Regions from separate parts of the Mus musculus genome. Here region 2 is linked to region 1. The links are chromatin contacts, called in public HiChIP or PLAC-seq maps. All regions are on one chromosome and are shown on one strand. The core of a region is the stretch at or near the end of the contact, and the rest is flanking DNA. Distances in the headings are between cores, read along the strand shown. Region 1 overlaps Gabrb2 (gamma-aminobutyric acid (GABA) A receptor, subunit beta 2). Region 2 has its middle 57 kb from the start of Atp10b.

Region 1 (4,168 bases), core at 255-2,754:
AATTGGTATGAATATGTATTAGCAGAGGTGTGAACTACAAGCTGTAGTATTAATTACAAACTTCACCTCAATTACACAGCTGGCTTTCTGTACCAGTTTCTCTTATTTTTTGAAATTGTAATTACGTCCCTGAAACAGTCTTGTCTTTTGTGTTGGTTTACCAGACTCAGTAAGTTATTTGCCCTAGTTTCTAGGGAGAGGAATCCACGTAACGACTTTCCAGAACAGCACTGGCTTATGGCTCATCTACCATTTCCTAAATTTCATTTCCTCTTGTAAACTGTAGGTTAGAGGAAATTCAGAGTGTATCAATCTATAATGCCATACAAAATTTTAAGAGGAAACAGTAGGCCAAGAAGAAACCCATCCAAGTACCATGTTACAAGAATATTAAATGTGAATATTCATTTTAATGTAATTTGTAGAATTTAAATGCAACATAAATCTCATTGAAAGCTGAAACAGTCAAATTGATAAAAATAACCTTAAAATAATTTTCTTCATGTAATTTAAATTGATTAAATTCCATTTCTTGTTCAACCTACAAAAGGGACATCTCTAACCTAAGACACAGTGCCATTTTCAGTCAAAACAGACTTAAAGCAATAAAATACTCTTCCAAATACAAAGTCTTATAATGAGCAAATCTAACTGCTTGCCTCATTATAAATTAATGTTTTTTCTCGTTCAACCGATATTTATTGAATGCCTTTGCCCTGAATTGAACAGTCTATGCTCATAAGCAGCTTAAATTTTATTGAAAGAAAAAGACTCTTCTGAGAAAACAATTAACAAGCTAATTCCAGATTGTGGTAATTGCTTGAAGGCAGTGAACAGAAAGCCAAGATGGAGCCTAAGTTAAGACAGTCACTCTGGATAGGCTGTTCTGTAGGAGCTTCTCTGAGAGGGAAGGATTTGAGTGATGGAAGGGAGGGGAACAAGGGGGGAGGTGTGTTATAGACATAGAGAACAAAGGTGGGGGTGGAAAGGCATTGTGAGAAAACAATAGGAGAGGCTAGTGGGAAAGGAGAAGAGAAACAAAACATGTGAGAAAGAGTCAGCCAAAGTCAGTTTGGATTCTCTTAGAATAGCCACTATATTTTTCACAGATGAGATGTACTCTGTGTTTTGTGTGGAGGATGGAATCAGGGACACAGATGGAAAGGACTGAGGTCCAGCTTCTGCACTGTCTTGTAGGGGAACCAATGGGGACAGACTTATAGGAGAAAGTGGGATAGTAGAGAATTGAGGCAGAGCGACCTGCAGGACTCACGAAACAAGGAAGAAATCAATAAGAAACCTGCTCTGGGAAGCATTTTTGTACTACAGAAAAGAAAACTAAATTAAGAAACATCATTATGAATAAGCAATAACATATTCCCAGTCTACACCTCCAGTTTTTCAGATTCACCCAAGTATATTCCTGGAATGAGGCTCCGTGGCTTCTTGGTTTAGTTCCATATGATATAGGTGCAGTTTGGAAAGTACAGTCTAGGCTATTTCCTCCAGAGTAGAGCTCTGTCTCATTTTTCAGTTTCTAGCTGAGCTCTGAGCTCCTACAGTTGAGCAAAAGTAGGTTGTCAAATCCAAAAATATGAACTTCCATTCTTTCTTCTCTTTCTAAGTAGCCAAGAGTACATCAGATTATTTAGGACAAAATGATTAGGCATAGATAGAAGGCTCATGTGGGCTGTATATTAGTGAAGATGCTTACAAAGTACAGTATGGTTTTAAGCATAAAAAATTATGGATCCAAAGTAATCTTGGTAGAAGATTAGACTTTAACATTTTGCAAAATGATGGAGTAAAGCAAATGTGAGAGTCATTAGAATATTTTGTCACCATCTCCAGTCACCTGAGATACAACTAGAATGCCCCAAAGGCACTCTGGAGACTTCAATGAATTGCATTTGAAACACATTTAGGTAATTTTGGTTGAAGTTGTTAGTGACCCATTGAATACTTACATAATCAAATCTCTTTAGGAGCCAGAAGAAGAAGTGTGAAGGAAAATACTTTCCAAAAGAAGATCATTCCCTTGTATGGATGCTAAGGCTAGGATTAAGTCTCTAAGAGGGTTATTTTTTGTTTGTTGTTTTTTTTTTCTCTTCTGCACTTGGCATTAAGCACTAACAACTCATATTGCCAATTCTCTTCTAGAATCACAACTACGGCTGCCTGCATGATGGACCTAAGGCGGTATCCACTGGATGAACAAAACTGTACATTGGAGATTGAAAGCTGTAAGTGTCGGCAGATCCAGCCTGGCTGGACTTCATGTTTGAGGCTCACCTTAGGCATGCTAAGCAGGATCATACTTCAATCAACCAATCAATGATCTTGACAAAGTTGCTAGAGTAGTATTTGAAATTTGGTCCAGGCAAACATTGACACATTCTCTCCACCTTAATGCTGTCACTTTCTTACATCTATCTCGAAATCCTTGAGAACATGTTTAGGGAAAAGTGTGATTTGTCAACAAAAACAGTACTAATACCCTGGAAGGAAATCACAGACTGTTCAGGCATTTGATTTGGTACGAAATTGGTGCAAAGGTTAACACAAGCCTTAGAAAGAATGTGAAGGTGACAGCATGTGATAAAATGGCCCAGTTGTCCTTGACACTCATGAATACTATCCCTTATAGTTGATAAGTGAATGTGGAATGTGGCCATGAAGACTGACTGCATTAGGAACGTCAGACTATTGCTTCTCAGCCTTTTGGCTAAGATCATGTGTAAGAAGGTCGGACTGTGGAGTTTGTTTGCTTGTTTTTGCTTTGAAGCAGGATTGTCAGAATTGGAAACTTAGCTTCTGGCAGAAGGCCAAAGGCCATACAGGAAGCAAGACGTGTGTGTGTGTGTGTGTGTGTGAAAGAGAGAGTGAGACTATGAAAGAAAGAGAGTGAGCAAGCATGCCTTTAGGTGTGAATGTTGATTCTATATATGATGCTGGCCTGTTTTGTAATGTGTTTGCTTTTTTAGCACAATGGATTTCATGATCGTGAGTTAGTCATCTGCCATGCTGGGGGGAGGGGCTAAAATGTTGATTCTGTAATCTTTCTGCATCCTAGACATCTGCATTTAAGGGTAAGGAGAAGCTTGAGTCTGCTTTTTCCACCCATGCTTTGGAGCACTTTTGTATCTTATCCCAGTCCATAGTTAGAAGTTGACCATTTTAACTCAGTGTTCAGTACAGCAAGAAGCTGGACTGTGTGATATTTTCTGCCTCCGAGAAAAATTTTAACTGTGGCAAGCAGCAAGAGTCTAAATCACTGCTCTGAGCAGACAGAGCATTTATGAAACTTTGTGCATATTTTTACTCATTTTAAAAAGACAGCTTCTAGGGGTAATTAAATTTACACACACTTATATAGAAACTAATTGCATGCTTATATTCTAACTCATCGTTATTTCCAAATTACTTCTTCACATTATATAAAACTAGTTCATTTAGCTGGCCTATAGGATTTCACTGATTAATTTTATGTAAATATCTTTGAGATGGCATTGCTTGTTACATGTGCTTAACTTGTGGTACAATATTTCTCAAAGACCAAATTTTTAGGCAGTTTCAGATGCTCAGTGGGAGGATTTCTTGGAAAAAAAGTTTGCTTTTTGGTGCCACTTTATTTTATTATGATTATGGTTTGGGAGGTAAAATTTTACTGAACTCATAAGGCAACATAGTTATTCATGGATGGAGGAATCATAGTGATCTTACTTCAAGTTCTTTGTTGTCCTCTTAAAACAAAAACAAACAAACAAACAAACAAACAAACAAAAAAGCTGGTTTGTTTTAAAGAAGGAATACCAGCAGAAACAGACAGCTCTCAAGGGTTAAATTACAACTTGAAAGTAGCAATTTTTAAATTTACACAATAACTTGCTGGTGTGGTCATAGATCATTGCTATGTCTTGGGAATGACACTGATATTGGATGACCAGATTAAACCATCCCTTTTCTCAATGCCCATTTAAATAGTCTGTTCTAAAGGGAATTGGTACTAAAGATTTATCCAGATGGCTAATCATCATTGTAGAAAATGAGATGTGATGATGTTTTCACAATGCATGTGATATGAGAACCTTTTTATTTTTCCATTTTGCTGAATGTATTCAAATTGTATCCCATAAACAAAAAGCATATAGATGATGCCTGGAACCTC
Region 2 (4,209 bases), core at 175-2,674, 560 kb after region 1:
TGCTTCTCTATCTATCAAGCATCAGTGAGAGGATGGCTTTGGGGGGGGTGATCTTCATTAATAAGTATGGACTGGGTTGAGCCAATTATTTTGTCTGAGGAACAACACGGAGGTCATCTGAGCCTACTTGTCGGAAGGCAGCATCTCAGCATATCTTTTATTTGCATAGAATGTTCCTATGCCCCACCCTTGACTCAAACATCTTTATTTGTCTATCTAACTACGTATCTTTGAAAGCTTGTTTGAGTTTTCAGAGTCTCTTTCCTGACCAAGCCACTGTGAAACCCTGAGCCAGATAAGACAACAGTAAAGTGAAACATTTGCTCCCTAGCAACTATCGTCTACCATGGAAGTTAAGCAGGTGTTCAAAAGCTGCAGATTTGTTTATTCTGGGGAGAGGGGCATGTGCCATGGCTCCCGCATGGTGATCACAAGACGATCTCATGGAGTTAGTTTTTTCCTTCCACCACGTGGATCCTGAGGACTGGGGTCATTAGGCTTGGCTCTGATTGGCTGAGCCATCTTGCTGACCTTCACAGGTTTCATTGATATCAGCTTTCTCTACATAGAAAAAGCTGTTCTCTGTATTATCTATGAATCACCTTGCTAATAGAAACTTCAGCAGAAAATCCTATCTAAAAGATCATTTGATTAGTGTCTCAGAAATATGACCAAGGAGCTAAACTTCTGGCATCTTCAATTTTCTGTGAAGTGGGATTATTGCAAAGGTTTGAAGGCATATGCTCTTTAAAGAACCGAGTACCATAAAAAAATACTAATGCAGGTGATAGGATGTGAAGCAAGGCATACAATAGTTCAACCTGAATCGGTTTACTTTGTGACACTCTGTGCCTAGGTTTCCTCATCCTAATAATGGAGTCAGAAAGAACACTATTTCTACAGGTTGTTATGTGAGTTAACACATGCAGAACATTAATACCAGTTGCTGGCAAAAAAATGGAAATTCAATAAATCTTAGCTGTTATCATTATTATTATTACCAGTATAATATACACCATGCAATAGATATTGAATAAATGGTAAGCAATTTTTAAATTAAACTTCATTGGTATTCAAAGTCACTTCTCTCCCATATAGCTGCCCCATTGAATTCTGGTAAGGAGCTCCAAACAATCTTCAGATCACTGTGGGGATGACACCTTCCCCTGCCAGTTAGTGTGTGTTGTGCAGCAAAGTAAATAGAATAATAACCAATCTGATATTTTAATTATCACGCATGTCAGCGATGCTGCTTTATAAATCAAAGCTAATTGATTCCGAGCACTTGCTATTTCTTCAGCCCTCCTACCGGCTCGGGAGCAAGCCTGCTATTTTCTGTGTAAACACTGAGGGTGGTTCCAGAATGGTATTCAAAATCAGTGGAGTGCTTTTTACACGTGGGCAAACTCAAAGCCAGGAATTAGGAGTTAGCATACTCAGTTCCACCCACCCATGGTATATATCCAGAAGAGAGCATGATGCTCCTCTCGGTGATGTTTGAACAGCTTCACTTAGACTGAACCTCCAGAAAATGGTCCAAACTTTTGAATCAATTTTTTCTCCATATTCCCATGGAGCACTCGGTAATTTAAGTGGCTGTTACATAAACCTGTATGTTTGTCTGGATGCTTGATTTTCAAGCTTATGTTTGTTCACAGTAGATCTTGCATAGAAATGCAATTTATACAGCAAACCATGGGTGCTGAGAGATACAGGTTGAAAAAAAAATGCAACCGAGCTAGCTAGCAACCACGCAGTCCCCCTTACCATGAGCATGCTGGATCTGATCCCAAAGTATATGCTATGGAGAGCTGCCAGCTGTCTTCCTATCCCAAATCCACAGCCTCTGCTTTACAGAAGTGCGATCACTCAGTTTGCCCAAGAAGCTTCTCTATCAATGCATTTGCACATGTCAGGGAAAATTCAAATCCCCTTGACGTCGCAGGTTCTGCTTTTAAGCAGTTCAACCATCTGATTTTAAGCTTTTAAGCTTTTACATGTTCCAAACTACAAAACTCGAGGTTCTGGAGTATGGCTCAGTGATGAACACATAGTCACATGCTCAAGGCCTTGGACATGCTTCCCAGAACACACACACACACACACACACACACACACACACCTGAGTTTTACATTTTCAAAAATTCGTTTGCTCTCTGCTTTACATATGATGTGCCCCAATAAACTCATGTATGATGCAGCCCCAAACGCATGCAATCCACCTAAGCTACTGAAAATCACAGTGGAGCAGCCCAGCCCACTCTACAGAGCATCTGTTGTTCTCTCTAGTAGTCACGTGAATAACCCGGAGCTGTAGCTTCCTGCTGCTGCCCAGCATCATGAGAGAGCAGAGTACTAACACCACTAGTTTAGGAAAAGATCACAATTCAAATTGCACTTTTTAATGAATGAGTATTGCTTTCACACTATCTTAAAGTCAAAAATGGTTCTTCATCCACGGTAAAGGAAAGGCTGCCTATTAACAAGTCCTCCCCTACCTATCCTTCCAGTACTTTAGTCATTTGAATAATTTGGGGGACAGGGGAGGAGAGCATCACATTGAGAAAGAGATTGAGATGGAAGATTTGAAGATTTTTTTTTTTAATTTGGAAAAAAAATGAAAGAAACTTTGGAATTAAAGAGCCCCTATGGGCTTAGGATAAGGTTTGTTCTACAAGCTCTTTGCTCATGGGTCTAGCCAAAAAAGTTCATTTACCCCCCCACACCCCCCATAGCTTAAAAATGAAGATTCATGATGAGTGTGATAATTTATTCCAGCAGCCAATATAAATCGAAAATAGAAATCATTTTGCAAGTGACTGAGCAAGTAAACAAAGATGATAAACCTGTCAATGTTTACTGCTCATTCAGTCTTGGTTTGTCAAATCTATGGCAAACTTGCTCCTGTTCCACCCACCATGCTCAAGGCATATGAGCAAGGTGTAGGGTATCTGAGAGTCCCACATGAGCAGCATGCCAAAGAGCGACTACTAAGTCATCAATCAGCACTAGCATGTGATGTAGAGGTGCTCTGCCAGTTATCATCCACTAGATTTTACATAGGAGAAACCAGGCCAGAAAGGTGGACAGCTGGTCCAATATTGTACTGAAAGACTCCGAGAGGAGCCCCTCACTCAGGCCTCAGGACAAGAGCGGACACCCAAGAACTCACGATAGACCGAGCTTGTTCAAACCACATGAGGCTTTATTCGGGGAAAGCCAGAGCTCTGGGGATGACTCATATCCCACGCAGGGGTAGAGGAGTCGACCTCGAGAGGAAAGAGGTCCCAGTTTTTATAGGCCCTCAGTGGGGAAAGAAGAAGCGGGGGAGTACGGGATTTCCAGAGGGATTTCCAGATCTAAACAATGTCTATTCTCACGAAATGGGTATGGGAGGGGTACAAGGAAAGAGTCTGGTGCAGGTGTAGCAACTCAGGATTGGCCGGGCTGAGGTTGCTGGGGAGATTTTCTGACTCTTTCCCAGCAACCAATATCACAAACACCTGGCAATGGGCTTCATCAGTGGGCACACACATGGGTCAAGGAACGGTCAAAACATTGGCAGACACACAGGTTCAAGGAGTGGCCAGAGCATTGTGCACCTCTATTTTTCTAAATCAGTGAAGCTAGTTCTGCTAACACTGACATCTATCTTGCCAATTTCAGGGCTTCTGTGTCCTTTTACATTCTGTCAGGATCTTTCAGTACTGTTGGTTAAAAAATGATTGTGTATTTTACCAATACAACTCTTAGTTGTATTACACTGAGCATGCTAGGACATTGATAAACCCTGTTTGAGAATTCTTGCGTTGTTACGTCTATCTATGAAGGATAGGACATATTCAAAGCCGCTTCCTAGATCTGAATTTTTTGTAGAAGGTTGAAACTCTTGTAGTCCCTTGGGGCTGGAGAGATGGCCCGGTGCTTAATAACACTTGCTGCTCTTTCAGAGGGCCAGGGCTCTGTTGTCAGCTTTCAGATCAGGTAGTTCACAACTGCCTGTAACTGCAGCTCCAGGAGATCCAGTGCCCTGTTCTGGAATCCGAGGGTACCCACACACACACACACTTACTCTCCTGATCCCAGTATGCAATTCAACAGTTTTGAATTTTCATTTCCTCAGGTATAGGATAGATATGCATGGATGCTGCAAAATTCGATCAAGCTCTAATATGGTAAAAACCTAGCATATGATTCAGAACACGATGA

The links. HiChIP or PLAC-seq counts read pairs in DNA pulled down with a chosen protein or histone mark.
Region 2: an H3K27ac HiChIP or PLAC-seq map of SST interneurons shows a contact between it and region 1, with 4 times the contacts expected there. The contact joins two enhancer-like sites. A contact is called at or near these places in 2 of 484 Hi-C or Micro-C datasets (cerebral cortex and cortical neurons) and 1 of 115 datasets of contacts at active chromatin or transcription factors (SST interneurons).

Annotation. Positions count from the first base shown.
Region 1 is chr11:42,527,252-42,531,419 of GRCm38.p6, forward strand. It overlaps Gabrb2 (gamma-aminobutyric acid (GABA) A receptor, subunit beta 2), which reads left to right. Exons shown (of 9, transcript NM_001362647.2): 5 at 2,161-2,243. Among named protein-coding and RNA genes, the nearest start is that of Gm34591, 110 kb to the left of the region's middle. Within about 2 kb of position 1,505, at least 8 of the 459 cell types and tissues checked have an H3K27ac peak or open chromatin away from gene starts, as enhancers often do. A contact at or near this core is called in SST interneurons, where this site is marked.
Region 2 is chr11:43,090,892-43,095,100 of GRCm38.p6, forward strand. It overlaps a transcript of Atp10b not described here. Among named protein-coding and RNA genes, the nearest start is that of Atp10b, 57 kb to the right of the region's middle. Within about 2 kb of position 1,425, at least 20 of the 459 cell types and tissues checked have an H3K27ac peak or open chromatin away from gene starts, as enhancers often do. A contact at or near this core is called in SST interneurons, where this site is marked.